Linked DNA regions of Mus musculus: regions 2, 3 and 4 are each linked to region 1. A link is a contact called in public ChIA-PET and Hi-C data. All regions are on one chromosome and are shown on one strand. The core of a region is the stretch at or near the end of the contact, and the rest is flanking DNA. Distances in the headings are between cores, read along the strand shown. Region 1 has its middle 39 kb from the start of Mdm1. Region 2 has its middle 36 kb from the start of Ifng. Region 3 overlaps Nup107 (nucleoporin 107). Region 4 overlaps Rap1b (RAS related protein 1b).

The links. A called contact is a pair of places that touch in the nucleus more often than the background predicts. ChIA-PET counts read pairs in DNA pulled down with a chosen protein or histone mark.
Region 2: an RNA polymerase II ChIA-PET map of effector CD8 T cells shows a contact between it and region 1, with 6 read pairs. The contact joins two enhancer-like sites. A contact is called at or near these places in 3 of 115 datasets of contacts at active chromatin or transcription factors (effector CD8 T cells, memory CD8 T cells and microglia).
Region 3: a Hi-C map of bone marrow-derived macrophages shows a contact between it and region 1, with 18 read pairs. The contact joins two enhancer-like sites. A contact is called at or near these places in 1 of 39 promoter capture datasets (liver), 1 of 484 Hi-C or Micro-C datasets (bone marrow-derived macrophages), 8 of 115 datasets of contacts at active chromatin or transcription factors (the SCID.adh cell line, SST interneurons, T-cell acute lymphoblastic leukemia and 5 more) and 1 of 9 other capture datasets (liver).
Region 4: a contact with region 1 is called in a Hi-C map of bone marrow-derived macrophages, with 27 read pairs. The contact joins two enhancer-like sites. A contact is called at or near these places in 20 of 484 Hi-C or Micro-C datasets (B cells, CD8 T cells, CD8 central memory T cells and 14 more), 7 of 115 datasets of contacts at active chromatin or transcription factors (bone marrow-derived dendritic cells, cardiomyocytes, craniofacial prominence and 4 more) and 3 of 9 other capture datasets (adipose tissue, liver and pancreatic islet).

What each region holds. Positions count from the first base shown.
Region 1 is chr10:118,101,416-118,104,986 of GRCm38.p6, forward strand. No RefSeq gene overlaps it. Among named protein-coding and RNA genes, the nearest start is that of Mdm1, 39 kb to the right of the region's middle. Within about 2 kb of position 1,831, at least 340 of the 459 cell types and tissues checked have an H3K27ac peak or open chromatin away from gene starts, as enhancers often do. A contact at or near this core is called in bone marrow-derived macrophages, effector CD8 T cells and memory CD8 T cells, where this site is marked.
Region 2 is chr10:118,475,443-118,479,013 of GRCm38.p6, forward strand. No RefSeq gene overlaps it. Among named protein-coding and RNA genes, the nearest start is that of Ifng, 36 kb to the left of the region's middle. Within about 2 kb of position 2,054, at least 21 of the 459 cell types and tissues checked have an H3K27ac peak or open chromatin away from gene starts, as enhancers often do. A contact at or near this core is called in effector CD8 T cells and memory CD8 T cells, where this site is marked.
Region 3 is chr10:117,762,836-117,766,406 of GRCm38.p6, forward strand. It overlaps Nup107 (nucleoporin 107), which reads right to left. Exons shown (of 28, transcript NM_134010.2): 18 at 3,499-3,568; 19 at 3,076-3,194; 20 at 1,482-1,520; 21 at 896-1,046. Among named protein-coding and RNA genes, the nearest start is that of Slc35e3, 18 kb to the left of the region's middle. Within about 2 kb of position 1,891, at least 12 of the 459 cell types and tissues checked have an H3K27ac peak or open chromatin away from gene starts, as enhancers often do. A contact at or near this core is called in bone marrow-derived macrophages, where this site is marked.
Region 4 is chr10:117,816,708-117,820,278 of GRCm38.p6, forward strand. It overlaps Rap1b (RAS related protein 1b), which reads right to left. Exons shown (of 8, transcript NM_024457.2): 6 at 1,759-1,902; 7 at 637-753. The coding sequence ends at 667. Among named protein-coding and RNA genes, the nearest start is that of Nup107, 26 kb to the left of the region's middle. Within about 2 kb of position 1,889, at least 28 of the 459 cell types and tissues checked have an H3K27ac peak or open chromatin away from gene starts, as enhancers often do. A contact at or near this core is called in bone marrow-derived macrophages, where this site is marked.

The DNA of each region.
Region 1 (3,571 bases), core at 581-3,080:
CTTTTAAAACATCTCTCCCTCTCTCTCCCTTCTTTCCTTCTTTCCTTCCTTCCTTTTTACTGGCAGAAATGAGGGGTGTTCGTTGTTAAACGTTTGGCAAATCACACAGAAGTATCTGGAATAAAACAAGAGCACTCCACATCTCATAATGCCTACATAAATTAACATGGTGGCTGGAGGTTTCAAGCCTTTGATCTGATTTATTCATCTACTTATATTTTAAAATGGTTACTAGCTGCTGTGTGGAATGGGTTATGGACAGACACTGTGGATTCAGGGGGATCATTCTGGAAGCTCATGAAGAAGTCAAGTGAGGGGAGGCTGACCTAAAGGCAAATTCTGTGGCTATTTTGAAGGTGGAGACCACAGGACTTGTTAATGGACTGACTGTAAACTATGAGGGAAGGAAGACATGAAGAGATGGCTGTCCTGTCTTCTGGCCCTCTGCCTGGTGAAATGGTAGCCCCTTTACTGAGGTTGGGTGTGATGAGGAAGAAGCAGGGGTGTGGTGTTTGTGCGTGTTGGGGCAGGGGAGGTAGAGGAAGTTAGATTCTGTTATGAGAGGCTAAGTAAAGGTATCATACCGGGGTGAGCATTTCTAGGAGATACTTGGATATACACTAAAGGCCTGGGGGAGGAGAATGGAGACAGATATTTTATCAAAGGACCATCAGCACAGTAAAGCCACACAGGAGATGAGGTAAATGTAGTGAGTTAAGGGTGGACGAGGAGATGCCTCAAGGACAGAGACTATTTGAGGAGAGGAAGTTACAGCCTGGGAACCAAGAGTAGCCAGGAGCCAGGCTGAGACCCAAGGACAGTGCTCGAAGTAGCAGACAAGAGAAGAGTGTCCCCCTCCCATGAGAAAGGAAGTGCTTCCCCCTATCTTTGTACACATATACACATAGTATATTTTATGTATGCACACATACATATTTTATGTGAGGATATATAGATATATCCTCACATAAATATATATATTAATATTACAGATGATGCAACGGGCCTTACCAGGAATACTGTTTTTGGGGGTGGGTACTGAGAATCAAAGCTAGAGCCTTGCACATGGTAGACGAGTGATCTATTATTGAGCTATCTCCTAAATTTTTATTCTGAGGCAGTGTCTCTGCTGTTCAGCTAGTCTTGGGCTCATGCAGTAGCCCAAGTCTGGCTCTTTTGAAAAAAATGTCCTTCTGAGATACTATTCTGAATGACAACCAAGTATTCATTCTCTCTCTCTCTCTCTCTCTCTCTCTCTCTCAGTGTTTTCGAGACAGGGTTTCTCTGTATAGCCCTGGCCGTCCTGGAACTCACTTTGTAGACCAGGCTAGCCTTGAACTCAGAAATCTACCTGCCTCTACCTCCCGAGTGCTGGTATTAAAGGCGTGTGCCACCACAAGTATTCTATCTTTATAAATGACCATGAGAACAACATTCTATAGACACACCTGGTGTTTCTTCAGGCTAAATTCCCCAAGTGTAGACAAGACAACCTTTAAGGCTTTTGATACATGCTTTTAAATTGCCTCAGAAGGAGAAGTTTCTGGCAGGATGGTACCCCCCCCCCCGCACCCCGCACCACCCCCCCCCCCCCCCCCCGCCAGCAATCAGTTGAAACCATGTATCTGGTTTTATCTGGTTGTCACTATCACCATTCAAAATTGTGCGGGGGTTGGGGGGAGGATATGCCGTCTCGTTTCTACTTTATTTCCACTTGCATGACTTGATTACATTATGGAACCATGTCAGTCGTCTGTGTAAGCAGGGGGGTTGCTGAGGAGGGAGAAAGGCATGGTCTGAGCCAGTCTCCAGGGTGAGGGGTGGAGCAGATCTTTGTCAGCCCACACGCTGAGGTTCCCACAGCTCAAAGCTTCCTCCCTCTCGGTCGGCTTCCTGCGCCGCCCAGCCTAAGAAAGGGCGTGGTCACAGAGAAGCGGAGCATCTCTCCTCCGCCAGCCAGGCGCTCTGCTCACTTGCTAGGGGTGGAGGCTGTGTTGCCTTGTGAACCGCTGTCCACATTGCCCAATAGAACAACAAACACGGGCCAGGGCACAGGGGCGGCAGGCCCTGCATCCTGCGTCCTTTCCTCACAGGGCGGAGTCATTTCAGCTCCTGAGATTCCTTCATACAGCCTTGCTGGGCGTGAGCCCAGCAGAAGGGGAAAGACTGTTGTGAAATTGTGGGAGGACACAGCATCTCTGTTGGTGACAAGGGACAATTGCATCATGCTGTTAGGCTGCGATGTGGAAATCACAGATGCCCAGGAGATAGGAATCTTAAGAATGTGTGGGACATACAGATAGATGCCCCCCAAATGGGGACTGTGACCGTCTTTTATGAGCTATTTCTTATTTCACAACTTATTTCATAACCATCAGTTGGAACAACAACAACAACGACAAAAACCTTAAAAATGCAATTCAAGAGTTGTCTAAACAGCACACACGTCTGAGACGGGTTCTGTGAGAACCAAGAATGATTCTCGAGAAGAAAAGACCCTCAGACGACCCAGGTTCCAAATCCAAAGGAAAGCATTCTGTGAGGAGTGAAACGAAAATGGAAAAAGTTCAGTAGAGAACACGCTGTTGTCCAGTTTTTCGTTTGTTCGTTCATTTTGTTTTTCTGATAAGGTCTTGTGCCCTAGCACTGACTGTCCTGGAACTCACTACGCAGATGAGGCTGGCCTTGAATTCTGCCTCTTCCTGCTCTGCTGGGATTAAAGGCATAACACCACCAGGCCTGGTGCTTTTTAAATCATAAAGCAATGTACTGTTGTTATAAATGTGTCCCATTTAGCGGACTGAAAACGCTGAGTCACGGGAAGTAAAAGTTAGCTTCCTCCCGTCCTGTCAGGTCACTACCACCCTCCAATAACTTGGTGTCTATTTTCTAGAGACTTTATAATGCAACTTAAAATATTTATAATTATAATGTATGTACATTATAAGTTATTATATGTGTGATGTAGGTAATTATAGCATTTACGATGTTAGAGCATAGATGGTATTCATTAATCAAAGTATACTTTTGCTTTGATTATTTTTTCCATTAATTATTGTGTTTGTGAGAAAGAGAGTGGGTGTCACAGACCCTGTGTGGTGATCAGAAGACAACTTGTAGGAGTCACTTCTCTCCTACCATACACGGTGCTCCAGCTATCTAACTCCGGTCACCAGGTTTGGTGGCAATACCTGCCAAGCCATCTCCCTGCCCCAACATATTTTAAGAAAATGAGTTAATAATATTGAAATTCTGCAGCTTATTTTAATGTTTTTCTCTTAGCAGGTAGCTTTGCTTCATCTGTCTGAAATAAAGATCAAAACCAAAGCAAACCAAAAAACCAACAACAGCAGCAAAAACCCCAACAAACTAACAAGAAAAAAGAAAGAAAGAAAGAAAGAAAGAAAGAAAGAAAGAAAGAAAGAAAGAAAGAAAGAAAGAAAGAAAGAAATGAAAGAAATTGCTTTGAGCCACAGATACCAGATAGATTTACTCATCCCTTTTCCTCCTTCTTCTGTGTTCCCCCTTTCCCCCGGGGAACCACTTGAGGTGCTGGAGTGAAGGAACCACA
Region 2 (3,571 bases), core at 804-3,303, 370 kb after region 1:
CGGTGTCTTTTGCCTTGCAGAAGCTTTGCAGTTTCATGAGGTCCCATTTGTCAATCCTCGATCTTAAAGCACAAGCCATTGCTGTTCTATTCAGGAATTTTTTCCCTGTGCCCATATCTTCAAGACTTTTCCCCACTTTCTCCTCTATAAGTTTCAGTGTCTCTGGTTTTATGTGGAGTTCCTTGATCCACTTAGATTTGACCTTAGTACAAGGAGAGAGGAATGGGTTGATTCACATTCTTCTACATGATAACAACCAGTTGTGCCAGCACCATTTGTTGAAAATGCTGTCTTTTTTCCACTGGATGGTTTTAGCTCCCTTGTCGAAGATCAAGTGACCATAGGTGTGTGGGTTCATTTCTGGGTCTTCAATTCTATTCCATTGGTCTACTTGTCTGTCACTATACCAGTACCATGCAGTTTTTATCACAATTGTTCTGTAGTAAAGCTTTAGGTCAGGCATGGTGATTCCACCAGAGGTACTTTTATCCTTGAGAAGAGCTTTTGCTATCCTAGGTTTTTTGTTATTCCAGATGAATTTGCAGATTGCTCTTTCTAATTCGTTGAAGAATTGAGTTGGAATTTTGATGGGGATTGCATTGAATCTGTAGATTGCTTTTGGCAAGATAGCCATTTTTACAATGTTGATCCTGCCAATCCATGAGCATGGGAGATCTGCTCACATTCTAACTTCGAACTTCTGTGTCTCCTTAAGTAAGTTGCTGTTGTGTGATCCTATTCCTGGGAAGTTGTGAATACCTGGCTACTCATCTTAAAAAAGGAACGCATGACAAAGCATAGTACAAATAGTACCAGAGTCTGACTTGGTGAGCCAGCACATTTTATTTGTGTCATTTATAGAAATCTGGGTTATTTACAGGAGCAGAAATGACACCAAAGACCCAGCACTGGTGATATTTGAGCCAGTATGGGTGGTGGTGTTTGTTCTGGGACACATAGTTAACTGAGGTGCCTATTTGACACCTGACCACCAGGTTTTCCCAGGAACCCCCAGTCACTACCTATTAAAGGGTATGGTTGCCATACCTCACTTCCTACCCTAAACTTCTCCAGCCCAGGGTCTGGGCTGCTCCTTCTTATAAAGTTTAGCCATTTTGGTTACTCAGCCCTCTTCCTTCTTTGGTCTACCCTTTACCATCCTGACATCTTGATCTGGCTCTTCGCTCCCCCTTTCCCTTTTCCTCACATGACACAGCTCAAGGTCATACCTACTCTAGACCCTCCCTGCCTCTGTCTATGCTCCTCCTTTTATCTACAATAAACTTTCTCTTCTACCATACCCAGGAGCAGTCATATCTTTTGGTTTTAATTTTTTCATTCAGATGACAGCTCATAAAAACTGGGGACATAGAGCACACTGAACAGCTTGCCCGCAGCTCAACAGGCAGGAGAGTATCCTCTCCAGGCAGTGCAGATGGTCTGATCTTCTTCCAGGCAAGCCAGCTTGTGCAATTGTCTTTTAGGCAGCTTGGCTAGTCTCTGCTTCTTCCAGGCCTCTGGGCTTGTCTGAGAATGCTGTCAGCAGGTTCTACTTTACCACTTATATCCCCAATGAACTTGGTTGGTTTCAGGGACTTTCTGAAGTTATTCTGAGTTGTTTACTTCCGGTCTCAATGGGTTTCCCTGCAGGATGGAATGTTTCCTCTTCCCTTAGTGCATCATATTGTTTTACCGTACACACATTATGACTGAATGTTCATGGATTAAAAAACCATAATGTACAACATGGTAATATTTAAAGCTAGGAAGTTGTTCAGATTAGATGAGGTCATATGGGTAGAATCCTGGTGTTGGTCTTAGTGTCTTCATAAGAGGGAGAAACTTCTGGACACAGTGACCTGGACCTCTAATCCTAGTTGTATGGGAACCTGGAAGCATGAGAATCACTTGATTCAAGAATTTGGGGAGAGCTTGAACAACATGGAGCTACTTCAACTTTTAATAAAGAACCAAACCAAACCAAAACAGACAAGACAGGAAAGACTAGAGTGCCCACTGCAATACAGGAAGAGGTCATGTGGGTACATGAAGATGTGACAGCTGTCTGCAAGCAAAGAGTTGAGGCCCTTGTTCCTCTGCTAGAGTACCGTGCTGGAACCTTGCACTCAAACTTCTCAAACTTCTTGTTAGTTCTGTCTTTCAATTCTGTGGTATTTTGTTACGGCAGCTTGTGCAAAGACACTATAGATAAACTGTTGCAACCATTAAATACTGAATAAGCAAGCAAGGAGAGATTTGATATTAATCTCACCTAAACTTAGATGTCTCAAGATGGAGAGTCATAATTGTCTTTCAAGATTTCTAATCTGCTTTCTATGTTAGGAGTTTGTGGTGATGTAACCTACCAAGCCGAAATGCTCAGCTCTGCTGATAACCAATAAAACAAAAGCATAACTACCAAATTATTTTAAGCTTCAACATGACTTAAGAAATGATTCTGCTTTATACTTTTGTGAGTCCCGGTGGGATTTATGAAGCTCATTTGTAAGTACAATTTCTGAGCTCATTTAAAATTGTCAGCGAAGGGGGAAAGATGTACCATTTGATCTCGTACATTCTTGTCTCTTCATCTCACTTAGTGACTTTCACTGAGTTGAAGGAAGAAAAGGAGGAGATGCTGACAGATTGATAAAATGCCCTGAGCTCCATAGAGCTTAACAGTGGGGGAAGCCTCCTCATGTCACTGCATGAGTGTCTCAAGGTGGAGGTTAAATCAGACACGTGTAACATGAAGTACTTTAATTTGTGATTGTATATAATGGTTTAATTTTTTATGTTGACTTTTTAGGGGAACAGTAGTTGAAATGATGGATTTTTTTTAACTCAGGGATGATCTGTGTATTCAGAGAAAAAACTGAATAGACTTATTTATAGCTTATAGATAAGTTTATAGGTGCCATCTGTGTGTAGTGGGCTCTCTATACAGGTGTCATCTGTGTGTAGTGGGCTCTCTCCTACTCTCTGTAGTACAGAGTTTAATGTTTGAGGTTTGCTTTATATGTGCTTCTTTTCTTTTCTAAGCCTTAATTTGTAAATCCACAGTTAGCAAAAGGGGGCTTTCCCCATTTTATTATTTCATACCCTCATGATTAGGGACCTTAACTCCATTGAGTTAGTTTTCAGATGTAGAAGAAGCTTGATGGCTAAGTTCAAGGATCGATGGCAGAAGCCAGCCTGGATGAGATAACGTGGGCTGGTAATTTTGCTGTCATAACTATTTTTTCTCCATACAGTTGAACACCGTACTGCACCATATTCATACAGTAGTCAGCAACAGGGAAAGAACGAATTCAGAACTTGCTCCCTCTGTCAGTCCTAACAGAACTCCCCCAACACACCCCAACCCTCGTGACCATCAGTCCTGGAGTAGTGTCACTTTGGAACCATCATCACTCCTTTTTCTATAGAGAGCCCTGGCTAGATCAGCCTTTTATCGTAAGATGCTAGCTGAGGCTTACAAAGTATTTCTTTCATTGTGAGAGTTTCTTATCATTTCCCTGGACATCACACTCTAGTGTCTTTTATTATTGTCCACAATTCTTTCTTTCTC
Region 3 (3,571 bases), core at 641-3,140, 340 kb before region 1:
GCCTCGAACTCAGAAATCCGCCTGCCTCTGCCTCCCAAGTGCTGGGATTAAAGGCTTGCGCCACCACGCCCGGTTGTAAAAGTTATTTTCATCTTCTAAAAGAATTTCACTGAGATTTTTACTCCTGTTCTCCCCCTCAGATAAGACTTGCTATAAGACAAATATGCCAAACCCAAAGTGAAAGCCTGCCCACAAAGGCCAACCGGGGAACTGAGAAGACAGCTAGGTGGGTAGAGCCTGCGTCGCATAAACGGGAGGAAGCGAGTTCAAATCTCCAATGTGATCGACTGAAAAGCTGGATGCTGTAGCTTGGGTGTGGAACACAACTTCTGTGGGGAGATGGAGGCAGAGGGAGGGGAATCCCCAGAAGCCCCCGGGCCAGCCAGCCTGTCCCAGGCACGGGAAACAACAGAGACCCCACTTCAAAGCTCAGTGGAAGATGGGACCAACGTCAGAGGCCACCCTGACCTTCACACCACGCTGTGGCGTGCGCACCTATGCCTGAGCAGATTCTCCTTCCCTTTCTCTAACGCACAAACATAACTTTTTCATGTGAGTAGATATAGGGGATAAATATGATAAAAGTACCTATAAGTATTCATTTGAAAAACAATATAGCAAAACTCATTATTTTATGTAATATACACCTAAAAAGAAATAATAGCTAAAATTCTATTTTTTTTAAAGATTTTTTTAAAAATTTATTTATTATATGTAAGTACACTGTAGCTGTCTTCAGACACACCAGAAGAAGGCGTCAGATCTCATTACGGGTGGTTGTGAACCACCATGTGGTTGCTGGGATTTGAACTTCGGACCTTTGGAAGAGCAGTCAGGTGCTCTTACTCACTGAGCCATCTCACCAGCCCTATATCTAAAATTCTTAACTACTTACCTGCTTCCTTAGCCAGCTCTAGGCACTGGTGCCGCTGCTCAAATTCCGTAACACCTTCCAAAAATAAGGCATACTGGGCCACGGCGAGGTCTTGAGGCAGATGACAGGTATAGAACGCTATGAGGCTTGTGTGCTTCTCGCTTATTAACAGCTACGGAACACAAAAATCACAGGACACCAAGTAAGCTAGCGGTGTTTTGAGAAACCTGTGCTTCCGAACTGCAAATATAGTTAGGAAAGCCTCAGATATGTGCTTCAGACCATAATGCTTTTCTAGAAATGCACTCAGAAAGGTTCACAGATCTCTATGGTGTCCACAGTATTAAAACAGCGTCACTGGGGGCTGGAGAGAGACTGAGGTTGAGAGCACGTGTTGCCCTTTGAAAGGACCCAGGCCTCGCCCCCAGTACCCACATGATGGTCCACAATCGGTCATTACTTCAGTGTTCTCTTGTGAGCATACAAAGACACATTGCGCATACAAACATGCAGGCATAATACTTATAAAATAAAAATACATGTTAAAAAACAGTACATTTTGATTTTTCATTAAAAAAAAAACAAGTTGTAGATTCTAAAAGCTTACCTGTATATATGTTTTTAGAACTTCAATGGAAACTTCTTCCTTCATAGAAAAAATACACAATCCAGTTACTAACATCACCACTTACAGGTACAATAATAATACAATTTCTAATACGAGTTTTACTTGTAAACGCATGAAGAAATGTACTACTTACACTGAGTGGTAACCACCCAGGCTAACTGCTTATGAAGCATGTGCACTGCTTCAGTTCACACCACCAACCAACCAACCAACCAATCAGCCAGCCAGCCAACCAACCAACCAGCCAACCAACCAACCAACCAACCAACCAACCAGCCAGCCAGCCAACCAACCAGTGGCTCTTTAAACATCTAAGTACTGTGTATGCAACCTAGGGGGTCAAGCTCTCTCAGTCCATTATGCAAGTTCCAGCGACTGAACAAGTCACGAGGCTTGGTGGCAAACATTCTTTACCCGCTAAGAGGTCAGTCTCTCAGCATGTCTCCTTGTGGGTTTTATGGAGGAGGAAGTTCTTATATGCCCAGGATTACACAGCTAGCAGTTACAGAGCAAGGATCTAAGGTCAAGGTCCTCAAGTCTAAGGCTGTAGCTTTTCACTGTCACTGTGCTAGCTCTCACGTGCACCTCTGCTACAATGTTATCAAACATTTAGAAAAAAGAAACACAAGGCGGATTTCTGAGTTCGAGGCCAGCCTGGTCTACAGAGTGAGTTCCAGGACAGCCAGGGCTACACAGAGAAACCCTGTCTCGACAAAACAAAACAAAACAAAACAAACAAACAAACAAGAAACACAGAAAGGAAAGAGAAACTATTTAATTCTCACACAGGATTTATTTTGGTTCCATTAGCTTAGCTGGATACCAAGGAGGACTAATTTCTTTAAATTTGGGCAAGCAGCAGCATTCTCTGGCCATAGACTAGAATCTACAAATCACTCCCAGTGAGTTACCAAAATAGGTGAACAAATGAGATGATGCTGACGTCAGACGCCATCTAGAAAAGGCTGAGGCACACAAGGGAGTTTTCTGGAGATGGCCCACTATTCTGCATGGATTCTATGGGTGAGCTCTGAGAGGCCAGGGCCCGAGAGACTTCCTCCCAGGATTGCTTCTTGTGGCTAATATGCCTTTTCTTCTCTTTCTTCTTTTTTAAAGATTTATTTATTTTATATATGTGAGTACATTGTTGCTCTCTTCAGACACAACAGAAGGCGGCATTGGATCCCATTACAGATGGTTGTGAGCCACCATGTGGTTGCTGGGAATTGAACTCAGGACCCCTGGAAGAGCACCCAGTGTTCTTACCCACTGAGCCATCTCTCCAGCCCTACTAATATGCCTTTTCCTGCACTATTACAGACCCTGGCTTTTGGCCACAGAATAATGAGAGAGTTCCCAGAAGCCTTCAGTCTCCTCCCGCCTCCTGCCCCAACAGGAAGAGAGCGCTATAAGACCAGAGATCCGCAGGCTTTGCACTTTGTCCAATGCTGTGGTGCCTCGGCAGTGCCGCTGCAGGCCAGGTCGGGTCCCGGCAGCTGGTGGCAGGTGCTGGACTGCAAGGGGGAGGGAGGCAGGCAAAGCTCAGCTGCCCACCTTTACTTACTGTACCCACCTTGGTCTGGAGGCCTAGGGTGCGGAGAAACAGAATGAGGTGTGTCATGAAGCGGAGCAGGTGTCCGGGCAGACTGCTTCCGCTCTTGGACAGCCATTTGCTAAATTCATCCATCAAACCTACAAAGCCATCAGAGCAAAGGTTTGGCAGTGAGAAACAATCAGGGGAGAAAAGTGTCACCAAGGGCATCCCAGATCGCCTATGGTATCTGACAGGCTCACTGCCAACTCCCACCACAGGACGTGCGCCAACACGAAAAAGGGTTCAACTCAGATTTGGCCTCACAGTAACAAGTAAACGTGGTTACACGTGAGGGGTGGATGTCAGCGTGGGACTAGAGAGTCTTGTGTACCACTTCAAGAATGGCCATTTCAAACAGGCAAATGAAGAACTCAGGCGAAGTAAAATAAACCCGCATCTTACCATCAACGTCTCCCAGGATAAGGAATTTCTGAACTATATGGTAATGCTCTTGATTCTCCTCCAGAACTCTCTG
Region 4 (3,571 bases), core at 639-3,138, 280 kb before region 1:
AGTGAGGACCCTTCTTCCTCCAGCACTGCCTTCTTGCACCTCACAGCTCAGCACTTCAGACTCTGACAGACTTGCCCTATGCTCCGATTTAATGGCAGTTGGTGCCGTCGTCTGCCTCTTCAGAACCTACTGCAGCACAGCACTGGGCATGGACTCAGAAGCTGGGCAATCTGCTGAAACCCTGGCTCTGCCTGGGTCACCAACTGCAGGGCTTGGCACTGTTTATCATCCTGATCCTAGAGTTAAGCAGAGAGCCTAGTTTGTGCCTGGCCGTCGCAACTGTAAAGCAGGGATACTGAGTTCCTGCCTTGAAGGCTTGTCCTCCTGAGTGAGCAGAGATCACAAGCCCTTGTCGGCACACCATGCACATCTTACAACAGCTTGTCTCCCTCTTCTATTGTGTCTCAATTATCTAAATATAACTAAGAGGGAAGAGAAGGTTGGCTCTGATCAGAAGCTTTCAGGGTCCCCAGGATAGAAGTATGTGCTGAACAACCAAGTTCACTCCTGCGAAGCCCCTCACTTCTGATGAATATGTAAATGAACATGTAATCTGAGTCCCCAGGATTTCCACACCAAGTCCTGATATCTATCTGTAAGGATTAAACATCATTTAGTGAGGTGAATGCAACGTACCTGGCTCAGAGCTACAATGCATTCAGTACATTAAAGCAGCTGACACGATGACTTTTTGCGGGCCTTCCCAGGCACTGGAGTTTTTCTGTTAATTTGCCGCACTAGGTCATAAAAGATCTGCAAACATATTTTATTATTATTATTATAATTACTATTATTATTATTACCACCACCACTTGTTTTTTTAAAGAGGGAAAACAAACTCAAAAAACCCAAAAATGAAAAAGAGAAACAAAAACTCCTGGCAATTTCCACAGCTGTAAAGGAATCTCCACGTTTTCTTTTGCAGAAGGAGTGTAAAGCCAGTGTTCTTATAAGTACCAGGTTTTGTTTTGTTTTCTGAGAAAATTAAAACCATTTCTATTAAAGTAAGAGTTGAAGAATTCTACTTAATGCAGTTAGCTCTCCTACAACAAAGAAGCCCTTTACTGTCTCAGACGGCTTGGCTTTGCGCGTCTTTTGTGCCTTGCTATCTATGGGGCGTCACCTACTTCAAGGACCACACTATCTTTCTGAGTTTTAGCCTTTATATAAACTCTCAAATACTCAATGAAATTAATGGTTTTTAAAACTGGCCTTCTGCCTAACTTTCCCTTAAACCAACATATTGTTACTCATATGCATGCATATGCCAGACAAGTTTTTTTTTTTTTTTTGGCCTATAAGAGCATATATTAACTTAGAGTTCTTTGTAATACTTTTCTTTAAAAATTAATTAATTAATTTTTGGAGACAAGGTTTTTCAGTATAGCCCCAGCTATTTGGAATTTGCTTGGTAGGCCAGGCTGGCCTCCAACTCAGAGATCCACCCACTTCAGCCTTCTGAATGTTGGTATTTAAGGCATGTGCCACTACCATCTGGCAAAAAATTATTATTTTTATGTGTGTGTTTGGGTCATGCATGAGTTTATGTGCACAGTGAGCATGCAGGCTCCCAGCGACATCAGAAGAGGGTGCTTGGGTTCCAGATGGTCATGAGTCACCATGTCAGTCCTGGGAACTAACCCCGGGTTCTCAGAAGAGTAAGTAAGCGCCTCGGGGCTCAGCCACCTCCCCGCCTCTCCATTAATTTAAGATGCTGCACTGAGCCTAAGAAGCTATTCTAAGTACACATGCACATACCTCATTAACATTTATTTTGGACTTTGCAGAGGATTCTAAGAATGCACAGTTGTTCCACTGTCTTGCTAGGTTCTGACCTTGTTCCTTTCCTACAACTCTTTCATCTTCCAAGTCGCATTTATTGCCAACCAGAATCATTGGAACCTGCGAAGACAGTCATGAGGGAAAAAGACAATTATACAATACGACCAAGCTATAAGGTGCTTACAACAGAGGGGAGATTCATACCACAGCGGACCCAATCACAGTAATCAAAAAACCTTTTTAATAGGAAGTACAAAGGGTGTTACCATGAAAAGCTGGCAGATTTCAACACTTCAAAATGTTTAAGGGTGTGAACCAACTTCACGTTTGTTTGGTTCCTGACACACGGTTACTGAATTACACAATACAAAAAGGGGAAATTAAGAAGGTCCCTAAAGCAGAAATTTCAGCTTCTCACGTCCTAAGTGTAACCTCTCATTTCACAGTCTATGACAAAATAAATCAACTTAGTACAAATAAATACTTATTAATGGCCTCTCAAGTTGGGCTAGATCTAATGTTTGTAATTTTAAAAGAGTAGTACGGGGAAAGTAATGCAAACCACTAGTGGCCATTAACATTTTAAAAGATACTTTTTAAATAAACAATAATGCAATTGCAGAAAAACAAAAACTTGCAGATTCTCAGTTACAGAAGTGCAGAAAGGGGCTGGAGAAATGGCTCAGTGGTTAAGAGCACTGGTTACTGCTCTTCCAGAGCTTCTGAGTTCAATTCCCAGCAGCCACATAGCAGCTCACAACCGCCCTATAATAGGATCTGATGTCCTCTTCTGAAATGCAGGTATACATGTAGAGAGAGCACTCAGACACATAAAAACATTAAAAAAAAATCTTTAAAAGAAACAGAAGTGCAGAAAATGACAGCATCCACCATAAAGGCACTTAGCTCTTTCAATATTAGTTCACTTAACTCTATGATTGGTTCGTTCTTTCTTTCTTTTCTGTCTGTCTGCCTGTCTCTTTCTTTCTGTTTTTGTTTGTTTGTTTTTTATTTTGTTTTGTTTTGAGCTAAGAGTCTCACTTATAGCTCTGGCTGTCCAGGAACCTGCTAGGAATAAGTGCACACCCAACCGCCCAGCGCTACAATGGTCATTAAAGTGTGGCATTCACATCCGCAGCAGCATCACCAACAAACCTGTCAAAAAGGCAAATTCTCAAGCCCTACACTAGCCTCGTGAGTCAAAGGTTCTGTAGCAATTCCTACTGAAATTTTGATATAAGATCACACAAACTTAAGAACCTATGCCACAGGTAATGAGGAATTAAAGCCACCGTTGTGAAATCTATAGATTTTAGAGTCCATTACACTTCACTCTGCAGGGACACCTAAATTTAATGTTTTAGAACTGAACATATTGGTTGTTTGTCTTTACCATTATGTTCCTTTCCAATACAGAGACATATTTAGGCATATATATGGTCATAGATAAATGTGGCTAGATCTTACTTTCAAAGCATTTTGCCCATCAACCCAGCACTTGGGGGAAGAAGGCAGGAGGCTCACTCCAAGTTCAAGGCTAGCCTGGGCTATAGGGAGAGTCTGTTAAGTCTACCGTGAATGTGGCCACACACAGCTTTCTCCCTCCCCACATACTCATGGTCTAGAAACAGAGACACAAAGCCTGCAGGTGGTAATTCTGGTGTGGCGAGATCAAAAAGGAGATCATGCCTGAGCAGCAAACACTTAAACTGCTTTTAAAAAAGCAGGAGCAAAAAAATAAAGGCAAGCTGGGTGGTGGTCTCTTTAATCCCAGCACTTGGAAGGCTGA